2 separate regions of the Astyanax mexicanus genome follow, and region 1 is linked to region 2. Evidence: chromatin contacts called from public Hi-C data. All regions are on one chromosome and are shown on one strand. The core of a region is the stretch at or near the end of the contact, and the rest is flanking DNA. Distances in the headings are between cores, read along the strand shown. Region 1 holds the start of tomm20a (translocase of outer mitochondrial membrane 20). Region 2 overlaps herc4 (HECT and RLD domain containing E3 ubiquitin protein ligase 4).

The links. A called contact is a pair of places that touch in the nucleus more often than the background predicts.
Region 1: a contact with region 2 is called in a Hi-C map of muscle, with 6 times the contacts expected there. The contact joins the promoter of tomm20a here to the enhancer-like site in region 2. A contact is called at or near these places in 3 of 3 Hi-C or Micro-C datasets (blood and muscle).

The regions. Positions count from the first base shown.
Region 1 is chr7:2,342,271-2,349,068 of AstMex3_surface, forward strand. tomm20a (translocase of outer mitochondrial membrane 20) reads right to left here and starts at 4,966. Exons shown (of 5, transcript XM_007238523.3): 1 at 4,782-4,966; 2 at 4,063-4,109; 3 at 3,815-3,896; 4 at 3,411-3,553; 5 at 1,687-2,255. The coding sequence starts at 4,905. The coding sequence ends at 2,211. arid4b (AT-rich interaction domain 4B) reads right to left here. Exons shown (of 24, transcript XM_049481085.1): 24 at 5,935-6,798. LOC125803034 (small nucleolar RNA SNORA14) reads right to left here and starts at 3,225; the gene lies at 3,091-3,225.
Region 2 is chr7:2,310,934-2,317,001 of AstMex3_surface, forward strand. It overlaps herc4 (HECT and RLD domain containing E3 ubiquitin protein ligase 4), which reads left to right. Exons shown (of 24, transcript XM_022685232.2): 18 at 332-475; 19 at 1,187-1,353; 20 at 1,461-1,527; 21 at 2,059-2,141; 22 at 2,257-2,440; 23 at 2,589-2,691; 24 at 3,279-4,050. The coding sequence ends at 3,487. Among protein-coding and RNA genes, the nearest start is that of irf2bp2a, 10 kb to the right of the region's middle. Within about 2 kb of position 3,373, the one cell type or tissue checked has an H3K27ac peak away from gene starts, as active enhancers do.

The DNA of each region.
Region 1 (6,798 bases), core at 3,716-6,215, 33 kb after region 2:
GATGTGTAGCTCACTGGCATGTAGTGGTGTTATCCACTGCACCATCCTTCATGTCCTACAAGCATTCAGATATAAAACTAAACACGTTTTACAGCTCTCTAAAATACTCCAGTAGCAATTTGAATATGTGTGCATGAACTGAGCTGATATCATACAGGATTTATGACATCATAGAAGTCATATATAGTCATAAATAGATGTCATGCAGGTAAGCAGTTAGAGTCCATCCAAAAAGATTTTATCAGAAACAAACAGGAAGATGCTCTGAGGTAATATCCCTGCAGGAACTACCTTAATATTTTTATCACAGGCTAAAAATCTCCTGCAGAACCTCTGCACTGTTTATTCAGGTTGATAAAATGTGGGCCATCCATTCTTTATGTAACTGCTGCAGTCCTGCATTCTCCACTGAGTCTCCCACTGATACAGCTCTATCTACTCAGACCAGGCTGGATCAACAGCGCCCCCTATAGAAGCTCCAGACCACATTAAACCACGCTGCTGTGAAGTATGGGGCATAATAAAAGTATGATATGTTGTCCACTGTATGTTAATTATTGTAGTGTTGATAACTGTAGGGTTGATCATTGTAGTATGGACCACTGTATGTTGATCACTATAGTGTTGATTAATGTTGATCAATGTAGTGCTGATCACTGTATGTTGCCTGCATGTTGATCACTGTATGTTGATTATCGCAGTGTTGCCTGTATGTTGATCACTGTAGTCTGGATCACTGTAGTATTGATTATTGTTGTGTTTCCTGTATGTTGATCACTGTAGTGTTGATCACTGTATGTTGATTATCGCAGTGTTGCCTGCATGTTGATCACTGTAGTCTGGATCACTGTATATTGATCACCGCAGTTATGATCACAGTATGTTATAGAGCTACCTCTTACAGGTTTCTGCCCTAAATGAGAAAAACACGTAGAGATAATTTTAAATAAAAGAAACATTAACAACCATACTTTAAAAAAACAGCAACATTTACTGATTTAATCTGTGATTAAGAACCATAGTGGATGAGGGGAGATTATTATTCCACTTAAAAACCTAATCCTCACTTCTGGGATGTTGGTCGTTTTCCATTCAGATAACTTATAGCTTATATATTACTGCCCCCAGCTGGCACAGTCTCACATCACAGGAGCATTTCCAGATTCTCTCCAGAAAATCATTATAATGTACACTATTAATTAAATTCTCATTTTCTGTTGTGTGAACTTCATTTATATAATGCTTAACCATATTTTTAATTATATTAACCCTTACATGCTCTTTATATTATATATTGCTGTTTGATGTTGAACAGTTACCAAAGCATTCTATAGTCATATATGTATATGTAAATGTCTGTGAGAAACAAACCTTCACTTGGTTTTATTCCTTGAACACATGTAAAAATCTTCAAACGCTACCTCACAGATTTTATAGGTTATCGTTTTGCCTATATACTTATTTTATTTTACAGTTTGCTCTTGGTTTAACGTATATTTTCCCTGTAATCACAGTGATTGGTTTGATAGTTTTTCTCTTAATAAATGAAATAATTTAAAAAGAGCTTTTTTATATTTATTCAGGTTATATTTGTGTGATACATTTCGTTTTGATAATCTGAAAAAAAGAAAATTATTTATAAAATTTAATGTTTATAATGTTTTAAACAAAGTAAACATCCAAACATTTTACACATTAAACTTTATTTTATGACTACTGAGAAAAAATAAACGATACAGATGCTGTGATTCAGATAAATAAAGTGGAATAACACTGATTTCCTAACCATCAGTAATCAGCAGCTAACACAGTGTAGAACTGAATTTCATATATAAAAAGTTTTTTTAAAACAAAGAAAATAAATGACATCACGTGAACTCCTTTAGTCATTTGAATGTTGTGAGTATTAAATCTTAACGATTAAGTACATAAATAACAGTAATTAAAGGCTTGTCTTGCGGAGACATTCCACAGGCTGTCTGAGGGCGGAAGTGCAGTGTAGTGGACAGAGGGGTCACTAACCAACAAATGGAATGTGCTTAAATTACAATAAAAAAAATACAACAAAACGAAGGAAAAAAACACAGAGACAGACTTTACAGCAGCAGTTCAGAGGACCTGCAGCGCCCGTGGGCTCTTCCTCTGCCTGGACAGGGCTGATCACTCGATGACCAGCCAGCTAAGGCGTCATCATCATCTTCACCACAATCTCATTCAACGTCATCTTCAGCCAAAACCTGAGGGCTTGCCAACCTCTGAGAAAGAGAGAGGGACAGACAGTGATACCAATTAACACTGACAACATAAAAGTAAAGACTAGATACTAGGGACGTCCCGATCACATTCAAGTTATTCGATTTTGAGTATCTGCCAATACTGAGTCCAGATTCAATACTTTGGTAATAAAGTTTATATATATAAAAAAAAAAAAATAACACATCCAAGTTGTCTTTTGAGGTTTCTTAAAATAATAATAATAAAAAAAAAAATATATATATATATTATAGATGAACCAGTGGTTTGAAAGCATAACATTTTACTGAAATAGCTATATAAATGATTACCATATAAATATTTTAAAAATATTTTTTTTATAAATGAACTAAAACATAAAACAATAATTATGTAATTAATCATAATTGAGATCAGGATTTTTTTTTTTAATGCTGGTTTTTCTCTGTTTATTTTTAAGGAGGGAGAGAGTAATAATAGTGTAGTGTGGTTTAATAGACCTGACAGACTAGATTTAGAGTAGAACTTACTTACATGTTTTATAAATCAGTGATCCGGGTCCTTTAATAACTGTGAAAATGTAATCGACACTGATTTCCGATCACATGATCAGATTGGGGACATCCCGACTATATACTCATATTAACAGTGCAGGTTTGGCAGGTTAATACACTAAATATTAATGTACTAACCCATTTAGTACTGACAGGAAGTGATGAAGTGTTGCTATGTTAACATATATCACTGAAAGTTTACCTGCCGCTACAGTCACGGCTGTATTACATCATCCATCAACTTTAAGAGTAAAAACCTGCATTATATATATGAATTAGAATTAATTGGTATGAATTAGAGATAAAATGTCCTAGAGGTGAAATAGTTAAAGGTCACTGAACACAGACCCTCAACTTTGGATTATTCTAGATGTTGATCTAGCATTCTTGCTTGTCCCAAAAGCTAAAGCCAGCAGTCGGGGGGTTTATAAGAATGCAATTAAAAAGTATCAAGGACAATCAGACTCTAAACGACGTTATATTTCTTATAAATCAGTGATCCGGATCTTTCCACCCAAATCCCATCCTTTGACAATAATGGGAATGGCACTGATTTCCAATCACGTGATCAGATCGGGGACATCCCTAGTAGATATGTTGAGGAAAATGACATGGGGAGCATACCTGGCTGATGGTGGGTACTTTGGTGATCAGCATCTGGAAGACAGGTGGGGGAAGAGTCTGCTGAAGCACCTGCAGAAGCTGCTGAGGCTGCCCACACACAGTGATGGCATTGGTCAGGTGGTCCACGCCATTCTCATAATCTCCTAATGAACAAAATTAATGGAAAATTGATTTTTTTATACAGATTAACCAAACACAAACATATCAGATGTCACCAGTTACCACATTACCACAGTGCTCAATATCAGCTGAGTAGCAGCTAAATAAGAGCAAGACAGAGCAAGATGTTTTTTTCTGCATTAAGTAGGTTAATGCACTATTTTTAGAGGTCACTGGATCACTAATATCTGATAGTTACAGTTTGAATATTAAGTTCCAGTCTCAGTAAGAAGATGGTGTCTCACCCTGAGCCAACAGTTCCTCCCCCAGCTGAATTTCATCCAGGAAGAACTGCTGCACCGCCGCCGGGTCCTTCAGATCCGGTAACTTTACACAGAACCAACACAGTGAGAATTAATACCAGAGAGTTCACATTCCTCACATTTCAGCACAGATTAGCCCAACAGTGTGTCTATAATACTGGCAGCTATAAACGTTTATAAGCTATAAACTTTTCCAAATCATTAATGTGTGTATGAGAGGATTATCTTACCTTGGCCAGTCCAGACTTTTCCTGAGCAAGTTTTTGATTTCTCCTTCCTACAAGTATAAATAAAAAGAATATCAGATTATATTTCAAACCATCACACGAATGAACTTCTTACCTACTGTCTATACTAAATGTTAGCTGATCAATCTACCGCAATCTAAAAATGTTCCTCCCACCACAATCACTTAAAAATATATACATAATATTGTATATCTGAAACTGAAAAATACTGGGTACTGGGTGTAATATCCTCTATACTGACACTGACACACACACACACACACACACACACACACACACACACACATACAAAACACAAACAGACACATACACACACACAAAAAAAACACAAAAACAACGACATAGACAAACACACAAAAACAGATACATACAGACAGACACAAACACACTTTGTGATAGACAGACAGACACACACAAACACACACAATAACAGATAGACAGACAGACACAAACACACAATTACAGATAGACAGACACACACAAACACACACAATAACAGATAGACAGACAGACACAAACACACAATTACAGATAGACACACACACACAAACACACACTATTACAGACAGACAGACCCAAACACACACAATAACAGATAGACACTCACAAACACAGACACACACACGTGTAAATGAGCTGACTCTGCTACAGTCTTAGACCTCATGTGTTAGGCCTAGCCTAGCCTGTATCCGGGTACTCACGCTCTCGGAGTTTCCGCCGGTAGTCCGGGTGGCTCCGGCGCCTGCGGTCGAAGTAAATACAGTAGACGATAAACAGAGCCCCGCTCAGACCGAGCGCGAGCGCTCCGTACCTGCCGGCCATCATCCTCACCCCGCGCTACCTGCAGCTCCGCGCGACCATCAGCACGGAATACGAACTTCCGGTCTGCTAAACGTCACCGCGCACAGCGACGCGTCAGCACGCACGCATTCTACAGAATTAATCTAACAAATGTAACGGCTAACATTCTGTAAACACATTTATACATCCCCAGAACACAGTATAAACATATGCAATAAAATAAATTATAAACTGCTGTTAAACTAGCAACTTAATACAGTAACATGTGTAAATATATTAATAGTAAATACGGCTATAGCCACAGTTAAAACCACTGTAGCTATGCTATGCTAACTTGTTAGTTAACCTAACGTTAGCTAACTAACAAACTATACTGTAACTATAAAACATGTAGCTAATGCTAGTTAGCAAGTGCTGTAACTATGCAATGCATCAAAGTAAAACACAAATATGAATAAAATATGAATAAATATATATAATTTTTATAATAACACCTTTAATACACCCTTAGAATATACTGTAAACTTTAATATTCCAGTTAGTGAAATTCCAATACCCACTTAAGCAATAATACAAGCGAGGGAGTGCTATATCCTGTAATAGTAACAGGCCGAGTTCTGTAGATCAGCACAGCAGTGCCAATATAACACGTTATAGTACGAACCTCAAGTGTATTATTGCGATTATACCACAGTTCCTTTATCAGTTATTGTTTATTGTTAAAATAAAAGTTAAAATAGTTCCATTGCTGCTCTGTTTGGCTTGTAAGCGCTGCATTGTTGCTAGGTTACTTGTATGTGGCGGAGTAATACATGGAGAGCTTCGGTTACAGTGCATTACCGGCTGATAATGGCACTCATATAACTCCTCTCAGCCAATCACATTGCAGTATAAAAACCAACTGCAGCAAAATTGCTGATATCAAACATTTTCATTTCACTTTACAATTATGTGCAACGTTGTGTTAGCCCATCACTTAAAACCTTAACAAAATACGTTCAAATTTATGGTTGTGAGGTGACAAAATGTGTGCGGGTGAACCACATACAACAGTTAGGATTGAAACTCACAAACTATGGCATTTATTTAAAACTGAGGATTTTCTTCTTACATTTGTACAATAAATTACACAATTCCCACCCTCTGATCAATCTAATAAATACAATAGATCTTTGCTTTGCCACATTCTCACGCTCTCTTACACAAGGTCTCAGAATGTTTTCGTTTTTTTGTAAAGATCCATAAAACTTTACAGTCCATGTACAGATTGGAAAATACTTTTAAATCACATTAAAAAAGTCCAATACAAGCACAGTTTAACAGAAAGAAATAAAGAAATAAAGACTGAACGGGAAATGGGGGGTAGGGTGTAACAGAATATGAAAACTGAACCAAAAAAAAGCTGAAGGTGCCACAGAGTAAAAGTAAAAACACAAAACGGAAAAGTAAAAAAAAAGGCAGGGGAGGGAACGTGTGGGGGGGTAGGACATGCTTTACCTTCAGAATGTACACGGACACACTACAGTTAAAACGGTAAAACTGTCTGTACAGAAAGTACATATTAACAGTGCAAGATATTAAATAGCTCGACTCAAAACACACCTCTTAATATACAAATGTATAACAAAGGCATACAATTACATACAAGTGCCAACCGGGACAGACCTTCAGGGTATGGTACAGTGGGCGGGGCTATACAAAGGAAACACTGGAGGTGTCGTCAGTTATGCACACGTACATAGTTAGTTCTCTTTAAACTGGAAAAAAGCACATTTGGGTCATTGGAACCGTTTCTTTTGTTTCTCTGACCACGGTGACCAAGTTACAAACCAAATCTTTTTATTGGACAATTAACAATTTTTGAGTTAATTTCAAGGTAAAGCCTGTTCCCTTAGAGCAGTGAGAGCACCACAGGTG
Region 2 (6,068 bases), core at 2,123-4,622:
ACATCTTCTTAATAATCATATTATAATCTTTGCAATTAGTGGCTTGAAAAAGCATTCATTTTCCTTGAACTTTTTTTTTTTTCACATTTCGTCACCTTACAACCACAAACTTACCTGCATATATGACTGATTGATTATATATCAGTATATATGGTCACCTTTAAAATCATCTTTAAAATTATCTACCACTTTACAATTAATACAATACATGTGGAAAAGTTCAAGGGGTATAAATACTTTTGCAAGCCACTATAATTCCAAAGGGAAGTCCAAAATGTTCCTAACTGATCTATTAGTCCTCATATTAATTTAATATATAATGTGTGATCAGGTGATCTTTGTTGGAGAGGAGGCTGTGGACGCTGGAGGAGTGAGGAAAGAGTTTTTTCTCCTGATCATGAAGGAACTGCTGGACCCAAAATACGGCATGTTCCGCTACTACGAGGAGTCCCGGCTGATCTGGTTCGCTGATAAGGTAAAAATTTATGTTTCAGATGTTTGTCATGGGCTTCATTTGTTCGGTTGCTTTTGATTGATTTTGCCTCAGCTTTTACCTTATTTTTTCGCACTATAAGGCCCAGTTAAAATCCTTTAATTTTTTCAAAAATCGTCAGAACTCCTTATAATCCGGTGCTCCTTATGTATGAATTCTATCAGTCAGGTATTAAAGAGCAGTAAATCCTCTCCTGATGCTGAAGTACAGAGTTATACAGGAGTTTCAGTGAAGTTTCTCCAACACTTAGGCTGGAGCAGTACTAGCATTGACCACTAACTGCGCTAAGCACTCGCTTTTTTGCTGTTCAGAGGTGAGTATTATCCACCTGTAGCCTGCTGCTAACCCTGCTGGAGCAGCATTAGCGCTAGCCTCTAACCGTGCTAAGCGCTAGCTCTTTAGCCGTTCATAGGCAGCGGCATGTGTGTTTGCAACACCACCGTTCCTTACTAGTGTCGCACAATGCGCCTTATAATCCAGTGCACTTTCTGTACAAAATAGACCAGAAAATAGCCTTTTTTTGATAGTGCGCCTTATTATCCAATACGCCTTATAGTGCGAAAAATACTGTAATTGCATGATGTAATTGTTGATGCTTCATGATTGCCCTCCTGGAGAAATAATCTACATTACCAGAACATTGGATCCCGGGTGAGTAATTGTATTAATCAGTGTGTTTTTGTGTGTTTGCAGACGTTTGAAGAGGTAGATTTATTCCACCTGATTGGAGTGATCTGTGGATTGGCGATTTATAATCTGACTATAGTAGAGCTGAACTTCCCTGTGGCCTTGTATAAGAAGCTCCTGAAGAGGACCCCTACTCTGGACGACCTGAAGGAGCTGATGCCTGATGTTGGCAGGTGAGTCACTGAGAATAGACTCTCAGGACTGTGAATTCTGTTTTTCAGATTTTTACACCTGAAACTGATTATTAATATCTATATTTATATTTGTGTGTTTTTATCAGGAGTCTGCAGCAGTTGCTGGACTACACTGAGGATGATGTTGAGGAAACATTCTGCTTAAACTTTACAGTAAGATCAGTTTCACTTCACATTTTTAGTGTGTAGCTTTGGGACTGATTATACATTCAGTATAATGCATTAGAAAAGGCATTCTAATAAAGATATGCCTTAGTTTATTATATATTCGTATCATGTTACAGTACAATATATTTACAGTGTTTACATGCTTATTTTAAGGTACGTGTGTTTATGTTTATGTTCAGTACTTTTGGAAATGGAAATTAGGAGTTCTATACACGTACAATATAAAATAAAATCATAACTGTGAAATATAAAATACACATATTTTACAAGTATTTGTGTATAATCCAGTAATATTACTCACTCAGTCAGTTAGTCCACAAGCTCGTCTCACTTTCAGTTACTTTCCTGTATGATTCAGCTTGTCCAGGAATGCATGTGTAAAGTGTGTTCTTTATATGGAGCGCTTAAAGCCGTATTTTCATTTGCTGCTGTGAATGATCATTGACATCCTACCCGTGTTTATACACAGGGGTTTTGTTTTAATGCACTGGGGTTTTGGGTGTTTTCTGGTTACAGATCACAGTGGAGAACTTCGGTGCTACTGAGGTTTTGGAGCTGGTGCCTAATGGAATGGACATTAATGTAAACAATCATAACAGGTATTTGTTTCTTTCATGCCAAGTTCCTATATATATATATATATATATATTTTTTTTTTTTTTGTATTTATTTTTTCTAACTAAATAAAAAAAAAATCACTAATTTCCTTTTCAGGCAGGACTTTGTAAATGCGTATGTGGACTACATCTTCAACACCTCGGTGGCGCAGCTGTTTAATGCCTTTCATGCTGGATTCCATAAAGTGTGTGGTGGGAATGTTCTGGAACTTTTTCAGCCTAATGAACTGCAGGCAATGGTAATAGGGAATACGAACTACGACTGGAAGGAGCTGGAGCAGGTATGGATTACTACCTGTCTAATTACCTTATATTTAGCTCAGGTTCAATGCATGATATACTGATATATTGATACAATATTATGAAACACAAAAAAAATCACACAATAACAGTTTTTGGTTTTTTTGGGGTTTTTTTTATCTTCCTCAGAGTGCAGAATACAAGGGTGAATACTGGGCCGGACATCCCACTATCAAACTATTCTGGGAAGTTTTCCACGAGTTACCTCTGGAGAAGAAAAAGCAATTCTTGTGTAAGTGTAAAAACCACTTGAACCACTTGTTCAATGGTTATAATTAGAATAGCACTAATAAGGGAGATTTTTAATTAGAATAGCTCTCCTGAGGGTAGATTTACAATTACAATAGCACTACTGAGGTAGATGCATGATCAAAATAGCACTACTGAGGTAGATGTATGATCAAAATAGCACTACTGAGGTAGATGTATGATCAGAATAGCACTACTGAGGTTAATTTATTATTAGAACAGCACTACTGAGATAAAAGTTTGATTAGAGTAGCAATACCAGGTACCAAGGTAGATTTTTGATTAGAATATCACTGCTGAGGTATTTATGATTAGAATATAATGATTAGAATATCTACCTGGGTAGATTTAAAATTGCAGTAGCACTACTGAGGTAAATTTATGATTAAAATAGCACTACTGCTGTACATTCATATACAGAATTTCCATACTGTGGTAAATTTATGATAAGAATACCACTACTGAGTTAAATTTGTAATTAGAATAGCACCACTATGGTAAATTTAGCACTACTCAGGGTTTATGCTATGGTTTCCTGCCTTTGGCCAAACATTGTAGTTTTGTGTGCAGTGTTCCTCACCGGCAGCGATCGTATCCCCATTCTGGGAATGAAGAGTCTGGCGCTGGTGATCCAGCCCACCGGCGGCGGGGAGCACTACCTACCTGTGGCCCACACCTGCTTCAACCTGCTGGACCTGCCCAAGTACAACAGCCGCCAGATCCTCCAGGAGAAGCTCCTGAAGGCCATCGAACACAATCAGGGCTTTAACCTCGCCTGAGGAACGTCTGCAGCGTCGCTGTGGAACTTCAGGCGTCTTCAGACTGTAGATTATTTGATATTCCCGACTGTAAACACTGATTTATCAGTGATTTAATGAAAGAGCTGCGTTTTATACGAGTGCGTGATTCTATAAGGGTCTGCGAGTTTGAGGTTCGGAGTTAAAGCATTAATATTTCTGTATTTTACTTTCTTAAGAAGCTTCTGAAGAGTTCTGTAACATGGAGAACAGGTTCTTGATACGTTCTTCGGTGGTGTTGGTCACAAAGAATAAGAATTACGAGCATTGTTAATTTTTTATTATTTGTTCAGTTTAATTATTTTCACTAAATATAAAATCTATAGGTAATTGGCTTAAATTGAATAAATCTCTGCTGGATTCAGTAAAACACACTGATTTCTTTCTACATAATAAAAGTGTATTTATTGATGTAACGGATGGTTGAGCGGTAAACACTGTACAGCAGCCTTTTCTCACAAACCTGCTGCAACCATGTGAATATTGACAGAAGCTTTGATTTTTTTGGGGCCGATGTCATAAATAAAATATACAGCTTTTTCACATCTTTTTGTTCAGTAATCATTTCAGCTGCAGCAGGATCTATCCTCTTACTGTCAGTGGTGTTAAATTGAAGGGACTGTGTTTTAGGTCTATCATGAAAACATTTTATTTTATTTTATTTTATTTTTATTTTTATTTTTTACAAGATACACCTATCAAGCATAATATTATGACCACATCTCCTTGTTTCTATACCCATAATCCATATTATATACACTAGTTATATAATTCTAAACCTCTAAACTGTAGTCCTTCTGCTTCTCTGCAGATTTTATCTTCCTTTTGCTCTGTTCTTCAATCAATCAATCAATCAATTAAATAAACTTTATTTTCACTATGTGATACATTGAAGGTAACCCTCATTTTCAAAGCAGCCGAGCATTTACAACTTAAAAGAACTGATTTTTTAAAAAATAAAATTAAAATCAAGGTAAGCTAAAATAAGGATCTTCATAAACAAAACAGTAAAAATTACACAATAAAAGCATTGGCAAAAACTAACAAAAAAAGATTTAATTAAGAATAAATAAAGAAAATCAGAATACAAGTATAACTGGACAGGTTAAAATATAAAACAGAGGACTAAAAATGCAACTAAAAATAACACCAAGATTATAAAGAAAGTAAATGATTGAAATAAAATCTCTGGAATATAATCAAGAGGAAGATGGATGATTACAAGCCATCAAACCACCAAACTGAACTGCTTGAATTTCTGCACCAGGAGTAAAGCAGCATAGAGTTATCCAAAAGCAGTGTGTAAGACTGGTGGAGGAGAACATCCCAAGTTGCATGAAAATTGTGATTAAAAATGTTAGAAATAAAAACCTGGAAAGCTTTAAAATCCTGTGTGAACAGCAGTGTTTTAGACACATGCTGTGTGCCGCTGGGGGTTATGGTGGTTCTCTGGTTACTGGTCCCATTGGTGTTGGGGGGTTGTGTTGGGTATCAGGTGGTTGGCTCAACCTGGCCACAGTAATATTGCATCAGAGTGTGTGAAGGTCCTCAGGGTGAGTCTCCAGAGCTCCATCCCCATCCCTCACTGCTCACCACACCCAGCGCCTGAAACCAGCACCAACAAAGAGCACCAGCAAACAAAGAGCAAAATCCTGGAGTATCCTGGCATATTTTTACTGTGTTTTTTGTAGTGGAATAATACCAAACTTTCTTCAACTGAGGCGGACGAGTCTGCAGCTCAGGACCACAGAGGAAAAGCAGCAAGGACGAGCATCTGAATCAGTTTGTTTGAATCAGCTGTGAATCAGTTCTGAATCTTTTTTTTAATCAGCTTTAAATCAGTCTGTTTTAATCATTTCTAAATCAGCATTGAATCAGGTTGTTTGAATCAGTTCTAAATCAGGTTGTTTGAATCAGTTCTAAATCAGGTTGTTTGAATCAGTTCTGAATCAAATTACTTGAATCAGTTCTGAATCAAATTACTTGAATCAGTTCTGAATCTGCTGTTTCTCAGTTTGTTTGAATCACTTCTGAATTAACTGAATCTGTTTGTTCTAATCAGTTCTGAATCAGCTGTGAATCAGTTTGCTTTAATCAGTTCTGAATCAGTTTGTTTGAATTAACTGTGAATCAGTTCTGAATCAGTTTTTTCCTAATCAGTTCTGAATCAATTTATTTAAATAAGTTCTGAATCAGTTTTGATTTAGTTGTGAATCGGTTTGTTCTAATCAGTTCTGAATCAGCTGTAATTCAATTTTGAATTAGTTGTGAATCAATTTGTTCTTATCAGTTCCTAATCAGCTTTTTTTAATCAGATCTGAATCAGTTCTGTGAGGCCGGATCCTGTGGTTCTGTGTTAAAGGGTTAAAGGGTTAAAAGGTTAAAGGTGGGTTTAGAATGAGGAGAAAGAAGGTTGCTGTTACAGAACCCAGCGGTTCTGACCCAGTTAAACGGACTCAGATCCTCTTCATTGTTCTGCTGGTTTTTATGGTTCTGCTGCTGTGTTTTTATTTCCATGTGCTATTATCTTCCATCTGGTAGTTTTCTGGAAATAATGTTGTAA